2 separate regions of the Callithrix jacchus genome follow, and region 1 is linked to region 2. The links are chromatin contacts, called in public Hi-C maps. All regions are on one chromosome and are shown on one strand. The core of a region is the stretch at or near the end of the contact, and the rest is flanking DNA. Distances in the headings are between cores, read along the strand shown. Region 1 holds the start of KMT2B (lysine methyltransferase 2B). Region 2 holds the start of TMEM147 (transmembrane protein 147).

The links. A called contact is a pair of places that touch in the nucleus more often than the background predicts.
Region 1: a Hi-C map of skeletal muscle shows a contact between it and region 2, with 4 times the contacts expected there. The contact joins the promoter of KMT2B here to the promoter of TMEM147 in region 2. A contact is called at or near these places in 2 of 3 Hi-C or Micro-C datasets (both in skeletal muscle).

The regions. Positions count from the first base shown.
Region 1 is chr22:31,900,642-31,904,674 of calJac240_pri, forward strand. It overlaps KMT2B (lysine methyltransferase 2B), which reads left to right and starts at 1,389. Exons shown (of 36, transcript XR_013530745.1): 1 at 1,389-1,762; 2 at 2,837-2,909; 3 at 3,152-4,033. It overlaps ZBTB32 (zinc finger and BTB domain containing 32), which reads left to right. Exons shown (of 6, transcript XM_035286411.3): 6 at 1-441. The coding sequence ends at 161.
Region 2 is chr22:31,770,578-31,774,206 of calJac240_pri, forward strand. TMEM147 (transmembrane protein 147) reads left to right here and starts at 1,781. Exons shown (of 6, transcript XM_008987747.5): 1 at 1,781-1,976; 2 at 2,663-2,722; 3 at 2,813-2,949; 4 at 3,072-3,156; 5 at 3,246-3,367; 6 at 3,457-3,629. The coding sequence starts at 2,663. The coding sequence ends at 3,580. GAPDHS (glyceraldehyde-3-phosphate dehydrogenase, spermatogenic) reads left to right here. Exons shown (of 11, transcript XM_035283868.3): 9 at 1-7; 10 at 1,060-1,157; 11 at 1,249-1,693. The coding sequence ends at 1,321. LOC144580727 (a long non-coding RNA gene) reads right to left here and starts at 2,763. Exons shown (of 2, transcript XR_013530744.1): 1 at 2,629-2,763; 2 at 1-2,275.

The sequences.
Region 1 (4,033 bases), core at 139-2,638, 130 kb after region 2:
CCGGCTGTCCCAGCCTGGCCTCCATGCAAGCGCACATGCGCGGCCACTCGCCTAGCCAACTCCCGCCCGGATGGACCATCCGCTCCACCTTCCTCTACTCCTCCTCGAGACCGTCCCGGCCCTCGACCTCTCTCTGTTGTACCCCTTCCTCCACCACCTGACAGGGTATCTGTAGCGTCTTAGCCAAGAGTCCAATTAACGAAAAGCCGGCCGGCTCGGCTTCTGACCTGGCACCGCTGCTACAGCGGCCTAGCAAATTCCGCTCCAGAAAGGGCGCCGAGTGCCCTCTCCCGGACGATCGCGGGTCGCAGAAGCCCAGGCCAGCGAGCCCTACAGGGTGAGGGCACTGAAGTGTGCAGGAGCGAAGGTTAACAGTAGGAGGATTGCCGATCGCATCAGCATAATAAAGAGTTTCCTGTGTTCTCCCTTCAGGACTAGAAAGCCGAGTTTAGTCTGTGCACACCCCCGCCCACGCCCCCTTGTCCTGTAGCGGCCTCTGGTGGTCCAGCGGAGTAGACACTTCCTCCATCCCCAAGGCGCCCCGTCCTGCCCCGGAGGCAGCCGGCCGTGAGGGCTCGGTGTCCGGGTACCCACCTTGCGGCAGGTCCTGGGCTGGTGGGGGTTGTGCGACCGCAAGTCACTCGCCCTTTCCACTGCAATCCACGGCGTGAGGAGTCTGATCTGGGCGCACTCGGCCCAGGGTGGGAGAGGAACGCGTGCTCCGACCTTGCTCTCGGCCACCCGCTTACTCTCCTGGAGCACACTGACCCCGAGACCGCGGCCTCTCCGGCGTCTTCCGTCCACGCCGTGCCGAACCGTCGCCGGGTCGCTCCTGGAACCGAGACTGTGCTTTCCACCGCTCCTTCTCCAGCCCACGCCTCCAGCAGCCGCGAACTGCATTTCCCAGGGCCTCGGGATCTCGGGGCCCGAGACCGCGGCACCCTGGGAGTGGTAGTCCACGCGGGCCGCCAGCCTAGCCAAGAACAATGGGAGGAGCCTGGGGCGAGGACCACACCTCCCGGAGGCAAGCAACCCGCTTTCCGGGTCCTGGCTGGGAACCCCCGCAGTCCCTGCCCTCGCGCCCTGGCTGCTGGAGGAAGCAGCGAGGCGTCCGGACTACATTTCCCGGAGTCCCCTGCGGCTCGCCCCTCTGCGGCCGCGACGCGGGGTCTGTGCTCCCCAGGTGCGGTCCGAGGGCGCCGGCCGGCCGCGGACTCCCGCTCCCGTGGTGCCCCGCGCGTGGCCGTCCCGGCCTCCGGCCCCCGGCGGCCCAGCGGCGGCGCTGGTTGTTGTCGTGCGCCGCGGCCGCCCCGCCCCGCCCCCGCTCTCTCCCCTCCCCCCGCCCCTGCGCACGGGCCGCCCCTCCCCCCGCCTCCCCGGGCCCTCTCACGGTGCCAAGATGGCGGCGGCGGCGGGCGGCGGCAGTTGCCCCGGGCCTGGCTCCGCGCGGGGCCGCTTCCCAGGCCGGCCGCGGGGCGCCGGCGGGGGCGGGGGCCGCGGCGGACGGGGCAACGGAGCCGAAAGAGTGCGGGTAGCTCTGCGGCGCGGCGGTGGCGCGACGGGGCCGGGCGGAGCCGAGCCTGGGGAGGACACGGCCCTGCTCCGTTTGCTGGGGCTCCGCCGGGGCCTGCGCCGGCTCCGCCGCCTGTGGGCCGGCCCGCGGGTCCAGCGGGGCCGGGGCCGGGGTCGGGGCCGGGGCTGGGGCTCGAGCCGGGGCTGCTTGCTGGAAGAGGAGAGCAGTGACGGGGAATCCGACGAGGAGGTGAGGCGGTCGGAGGCGTCCCCCGCGCCGGGTGGGGCGGAGGCCGGGGCTTCCAGGGGTCTGGGTTGCCCCGGGGGCGGTGTGGGCAGGCCGGGTTCTCAGGGTTCCTTCGGAGGGACGAGGCACGGAGGGAGGGAGGCTGCATGCAGCTTCCGGGGGAAAGGGCCTCTGGAAGTGGGTAGAGAAGCCCCGGCTGCAGCCGGGCACTCGCGCCCGATGCCGGTCCTGTTGAAGTGTCTTGGGCCGATGCTTTTCGGCAGCTGGCAAAGCTAGGGCAGTGGGGGTTTGGGCGAGGAGGCAGTGGGTACTGCATCTCCAGCCAGTGGTGGTTGACAGCAGCAGCGTGGCCTTGGCGAACGGACTGGAGCTGTCTGGGCTCTTACCTGTGGGCCGCCCCGCCGGGCCTCGCAACCTCTTGGTTTCTCCAGGGCCCACTTCCTCTTGGCATCTCAGGTGGAGTGGCGGAGGGCATCCTCTTGGGGCTCGGGTTGAACAGGAGTGGGATGAAGGCCAGGACTGGGACTGGGCACTCTGGCAGGTCAGAGCTCAGCTCAGGATTTCTCCCCAGCCTTTCAGAACAGGCAGGAAGGTGGGGGTTTCGTTACCCAAGACGGTTAATAACCACCTGAGGGCTCTCAGTGGAGCCTGTGCGAAAGGCATCTGATGCTCTCCCTGCCCCTCCACTTGCGGACCCCTGTTCCCAATTTAATTCAGAAAGAAGTTGTGCCCCAACAGGCTGTCTGTGGAGGTCCCGCTTTGGCCTGAGTTGGAATATGAGTTAGGGGCCTGCTGCCTTCCCAGAGGAGACCCTGTCTTCTCTCCTGGGCCAGTGAACCATGGCTTTGGCTGTGCTGGTCCGGCATTGGGGAATCGGGGTTGGAAATACCTAGCGCCTGCAGCCCTAGGGAGAGACCCTGTCCTCTACTTCCCTTGACCTTTGAGCCTTTTTCAATCTTTTAAAATAAGAATGGGTATGCTAAGTGGGAACTGGGGATATTCCTTGATACCTGAGGTGGACTGGGGCTTTGGCACTGACTGCTGTTTCTCCCCTCCACCCCTGGTCCCCTAAATCAGGAGTTTCAGGGTTTTCATTCAGATGAAGATGTGGCCCCCAGTTCCCTGCGCTCTGCGCTCCGATCCCAGCGAGGTGAGTGACGGGGGAACTCCACCTCTGTAGCGTCACAGGAATTTATCCTCGCCCTTCATGTCAGCTCTTCCCTGTTCAGCTAGTCTCTGTCAGTTGCCGAGTGTGTTCTGTGTTCAGAGTCCAAGCTAGGCTGGGCAGTGGGGGAAACACACAAGCAAGACTTAGTCCCTGCCCTCTTGGAGCGCCTTCCTTGGTCTGCAGGGCCGGCTTGATCCATCTCCCCACACCTATTCTCCTTTTAGGTCGAGCGCCCCGAGGTCGGGGTCGCAAGCATAAGACGACCCCCCTTCCTCCTCCTCGCCTAGCAGATGTGGCTCCTACCCCCCCAAAGACCCCTGCCCGGAAACGGGGTGAGGAAGGCACAGAACGGATGGTGCAGGCACTGACTGAACTTCTCCGGCGGGCCCAGGCACCCCCAGCACCCCGGAACCGGACGTGTGAGCCCTCCACCCCCCGCCGGTCTCGGGGACGGCCCCCAGGAAGGCCAGCAGGCCCCTGCAGGAGGAAGCAACAAGCAGTAATGTTGGCAGAAGCAGCTGTGACAATCCCCAAACCTGAGCCCCCACCTCCTGTGGTTCCAGTGAAACACCAGACTGGCAGCTGGAAGTGCAAGGAGGGGCCTGGCCCAGGACCTGGTACCCCCAAGCGTGGAGGACAGTCAGGCCGTGGAGGCCGTGGAGGCAGGGGCCGAGGCCGAGGTGGGCTCCCCTTTGTGATCAAGTTTGTTTCAAGGGCCAAAAAAGTGAAGATGGGACAATTGTCCTTGGGACTTGAATCGGGTCAGGGTCAAGGTCAACATGAGGAAAGTTGGCAGGATGCCCCCCAAAGAAGAGTTGGATCTGGACAGGGAGGGAGCCCATGCTGGAAAAAGCAGGAGCAGAAGCTGGATGATGAGAAAGAGGAGAAGAAAGAAGAGGAAAAAGACGAGGAGGGAAAAGAGAAGGAAGAAAGAGCTGTAGCTGGGGAGATGATGCCAGCCATGGACAGGGAAGAGGCAAAGCTGCCACCGCCACCTCCAACTCCTCCAGCCCCTTCACCTCCTCCACCCCTCCCACCCCCCTTGTTATCTCCTCTACCCGCACCCCAACTCTGCCCTCCACCACCACCCTCAGTGTCCCCACCAC
Region 2 (3,629 bases), core at 531-3,030:
GGATGAGGTAGGTGCTGAGTGGGGGAGACCCTGGGAAGAACCCTCTGGGCAGGGGACATGATTTCCACTTGCCAGGGAGCTGCTCTCAATGTGTCAACACAGAAACTGCAAGGCGGAAAGGGAGACCTCCCTGCCTCAGGGCCTTTGCACTTAGCATTCCTTCCGTATGGAATGTTTGCCCCCCAAGGGGTCACACAGTCTGTCCTCACTTCCTCCAAGTCTCTACTTCAATCTCCCTCTTCAGCAAAGCACCCCTCAAAAGATGTTCTTTTTGTGGGCCTATTCCTCACCAGAAATTTCATTTTATACTCACTGTTGGCCCCAGTGGCGTGTGCAATCCAAGAAAACAGGGATTTAGGGGCTGTGTTTTCACTTTTGTGACTCCAACATGGGATACAGCAGGTGACTAATATATGCTTAGTGAACAGAAGGTAACAGCTGCCATTTTTTTCAATACTCCCATGAAGCCAGGCCATGACCAGGTACCTTCTCTGTGAGAAGTGGATGTCGTGGTCATGGTGGACCCCTACACGTCCACCTTGGTGCTGTCTCCCTGCATTCATTCCTGCAGGTCCACTTTCCCACAGTCACCAGGATGGTTCGTTTTGATGGAATCATATTATAAATGTTTTCAGGAGTGAAAACACTCCTGTGGCCTTTCATGACACTAGGGCTAAAACCCTCAGGTCCTCCGTTCCTGAAGCTCCTTCCACCTGAGACACTTGTGCTGAGGGCCGGAGCCAGCCAGATCATCCTAGTCATCCAGACCCTGCTCAGAGAGCCCCTCCGTGCTGGCCCATTCCAAATGCCTGCATTGTGCCTAGGAAAGGGATGTATGGGTACAGCATGAGGGTGTTTGTGACCTGTGCCCACTGGCCAGACCCCGACAGAGCACCCATCTGCCTTCGTCATACCCTGTCCTAGAGACTGGACACCGTAGGGCTACATCACATATTGTTGATGAATGCATGGATGGACAATGTGCCTAAGAGTCGGGCCTGAGCTCCTGGAGGTCCTTGCTCTGCCGCGCACACTTATCTTTGAAATTCGGACGCTCAGGTCGTCTCTACGGACTTCCTCGGTGATACCCACTCGTCCATCTTCGATGCTAAGGCTGGCATTGCGCTCAATGACAATTTCGTGAAGCTCATTTCGTGGTAAGGGGGAAAGGGCTGGAGACTCAGTAGGAGGGGAACTAAGGGGTGGTCGGAAGGGACCCCCTTGAACCTCCCGACCCCTCCTCCACAGGTACGACAACGAATATGGCTACAGTCACCGGGTGGTCGATCTCCTCCGCCACATGTTTAGCCAAGACAAGTGAAGCGGGAAGGTCCTTTCTTTCCCTCCCAGGGGCCACGGCCGGAACCTGTGCCTCCCGTTTCAGGATCTGGCTCTCTGGCTCTCCGGGGGAGGAAGGGCACCCGGGGTGGGCGCCCCACGCCGCTGAGGCCATGGTGAAATAAAGAACAGTGCTCACAGTTGCGTCCCGCATCTCTGCAGCCGGTTACGGCGGGTTCTGATTCGGGTTTAAGGCCCGCCCCACACTTACTCGATCGCCTGCGCCCACCGGCAAGGGGTCGCGCTCTACTCCAAGCCGGGTTCCACTTCGGGAGACTGGGACGGCAGTGGCAGCCGGGCAAACCCCGCACGGCCGAAAGTCGCTCCCCACAGCGCTGGGCCGGGAGCGCTTTGAACCAGCGTCGCCCAAGAGCGCTCTGACGTCACTGGGCGCGACGCCCCGCGCCGGGACTACGGCTCCCAGAAGGCCGCGCGCGAGCCACGGCTAGTCAGGTAGGCTCCAGGCCCTGGCTGCTGCAGAAGCGCCGGCGGAGCAGGAGACCCGCTCCGGGAGACGCCGCCTCGCTATCCCCGCGCGGGCGGGACAGGGCGGCCGGCGTCATGACCCTGTTTCACTTCGGGAACTGCTTCGCTCTCGCCTACTTCCCTTACTTCATCACCTACAAGTGCAGCGGCCTGTGAGTGCGGGAAGGGCGCGGGGTGGAGAGGGTGCGGGGCCCGGGCCGACCCTCACCGCCCGCTTCTCCAGGTCAGAATATAACGCCTTCTGGAAATGCGTCCAGGCTGGAGTCACCTACCTCTTTGTGCAGCTCTGCAAGGTGAGGGCCGTCGAGACCCCACGTGTCTGGCCCCTAGGCTCTGCAGACCCAGGGACCCGCCCCCGTTGCGTATCCCCGATGGTGGGACCGCCCTCGGGACTCCGCAATGGGATGGTGTCGGGATACCTGGAGATGATGGACTTTAAAGAGAGCACGACCTGAAAAGAGGCGTAGAAACAACTCTCGCGTAGCACTTAGTAAAATTGAGAAAACCTCAGTAGTGTGCTTGGCTAAGAGGGTTTTTTGGTGCAGTTAAGAGTGTTCACTGATTCCCCACGTGCTGCTAACACTGCCGAAGGAGCAGCACTGACTCAGATGCCCTGTGATCACCCAGAACTTAAACTTCCAGCCCCCTCGAGGACCCAGGGACCTATCTTCTATCTCTCCCATGCCTGTAATCTTGCCATCATCTGGTGGTTCCTCTTCCAGATGGGCCCCCGGAACCTGTCCTGCTCTCCTTGTGCAAACGAATTTCCCACAAAACCCACGTGGTTGATCGTGATCCTCTCACCTTGAAGTGACCTCTTTCTGCTTTCTGTTCTCAGATGCTGTTCTTGGCCACCTTCTTTCCCACCTGGGAAGGCGGCATCTATGACTTCATTGGGGTGAGAGGGGCCGGGGAAGGGGAGGGAGTGCAGGAGTGGGGTGGGCCTCCCTGTCTCCTGTGCTTACTTAAGCTTCAACCTGACCCTCAGGAGTTCATGAAGGCCAGCGTGGATGTGGCCGACCTGATAGGCCTAAACCTTGTCATGTCCCGGAATGCCGGCAAGGGGGAGTACAAGATCATGGTTGCTGCCCTAGGCTGGGCCACGGCCGAACTTATTATGTCCCGGTGCGTGCAGCAGCCTGGAGCCCAGACCCCTGAGAAGGGACACCTGGGTTCCATGGGGGTGCTGGAGGGCTGGTGCTGAGGGTGTCTGGGTACTAGAGAATCCCATCCTTTGCCTTCCTCAGCTGCATTCCCTTATGGGTTGGAGCCCGGGGCATTGAGTTTGACTGGAAATACATCCAGATGAGCATAGACTCCAACATCAGTCTGGTACGCAGTCCTGCTCTTGCCTACACACATTTCTGCTGGTGGCCATAGTCCTCCCTGAGGCCTGGCCCCGACTTTCTGCCTCCCTCCAGGTCCATTACATTGTCGCGTCTGCCCAGGTCTGGATGATAACACGCTATGATCTGTACCACACCTTCCGGCCGGCTGTCCTCCTGCTGATGTTCCTTAGTGTCTACAAGACCTTTGTTATGGAGTGAGCTGGGTGGGGTTTGTGGCTGGGTCCAGAGGGGGATGGGTTATCTATTCTATTCTCCCTCCCTCATTGTGACATTTTCCCTGCAGGACCTTTGTCCACCTCTGCTCGCTGGGCAGCTGGACAGCCCTGCTGGCCCGGGCAGTGGTAACGGGGCTGCTGGCCCTCAGCACCTTGGCCCTCTATGTCGCCGTTGTCAACGTGCACTCCTAGGCTTGGTGTCTCAGACACTGGCGTACCTTTTCCCCGCCTGGCTCCAGGT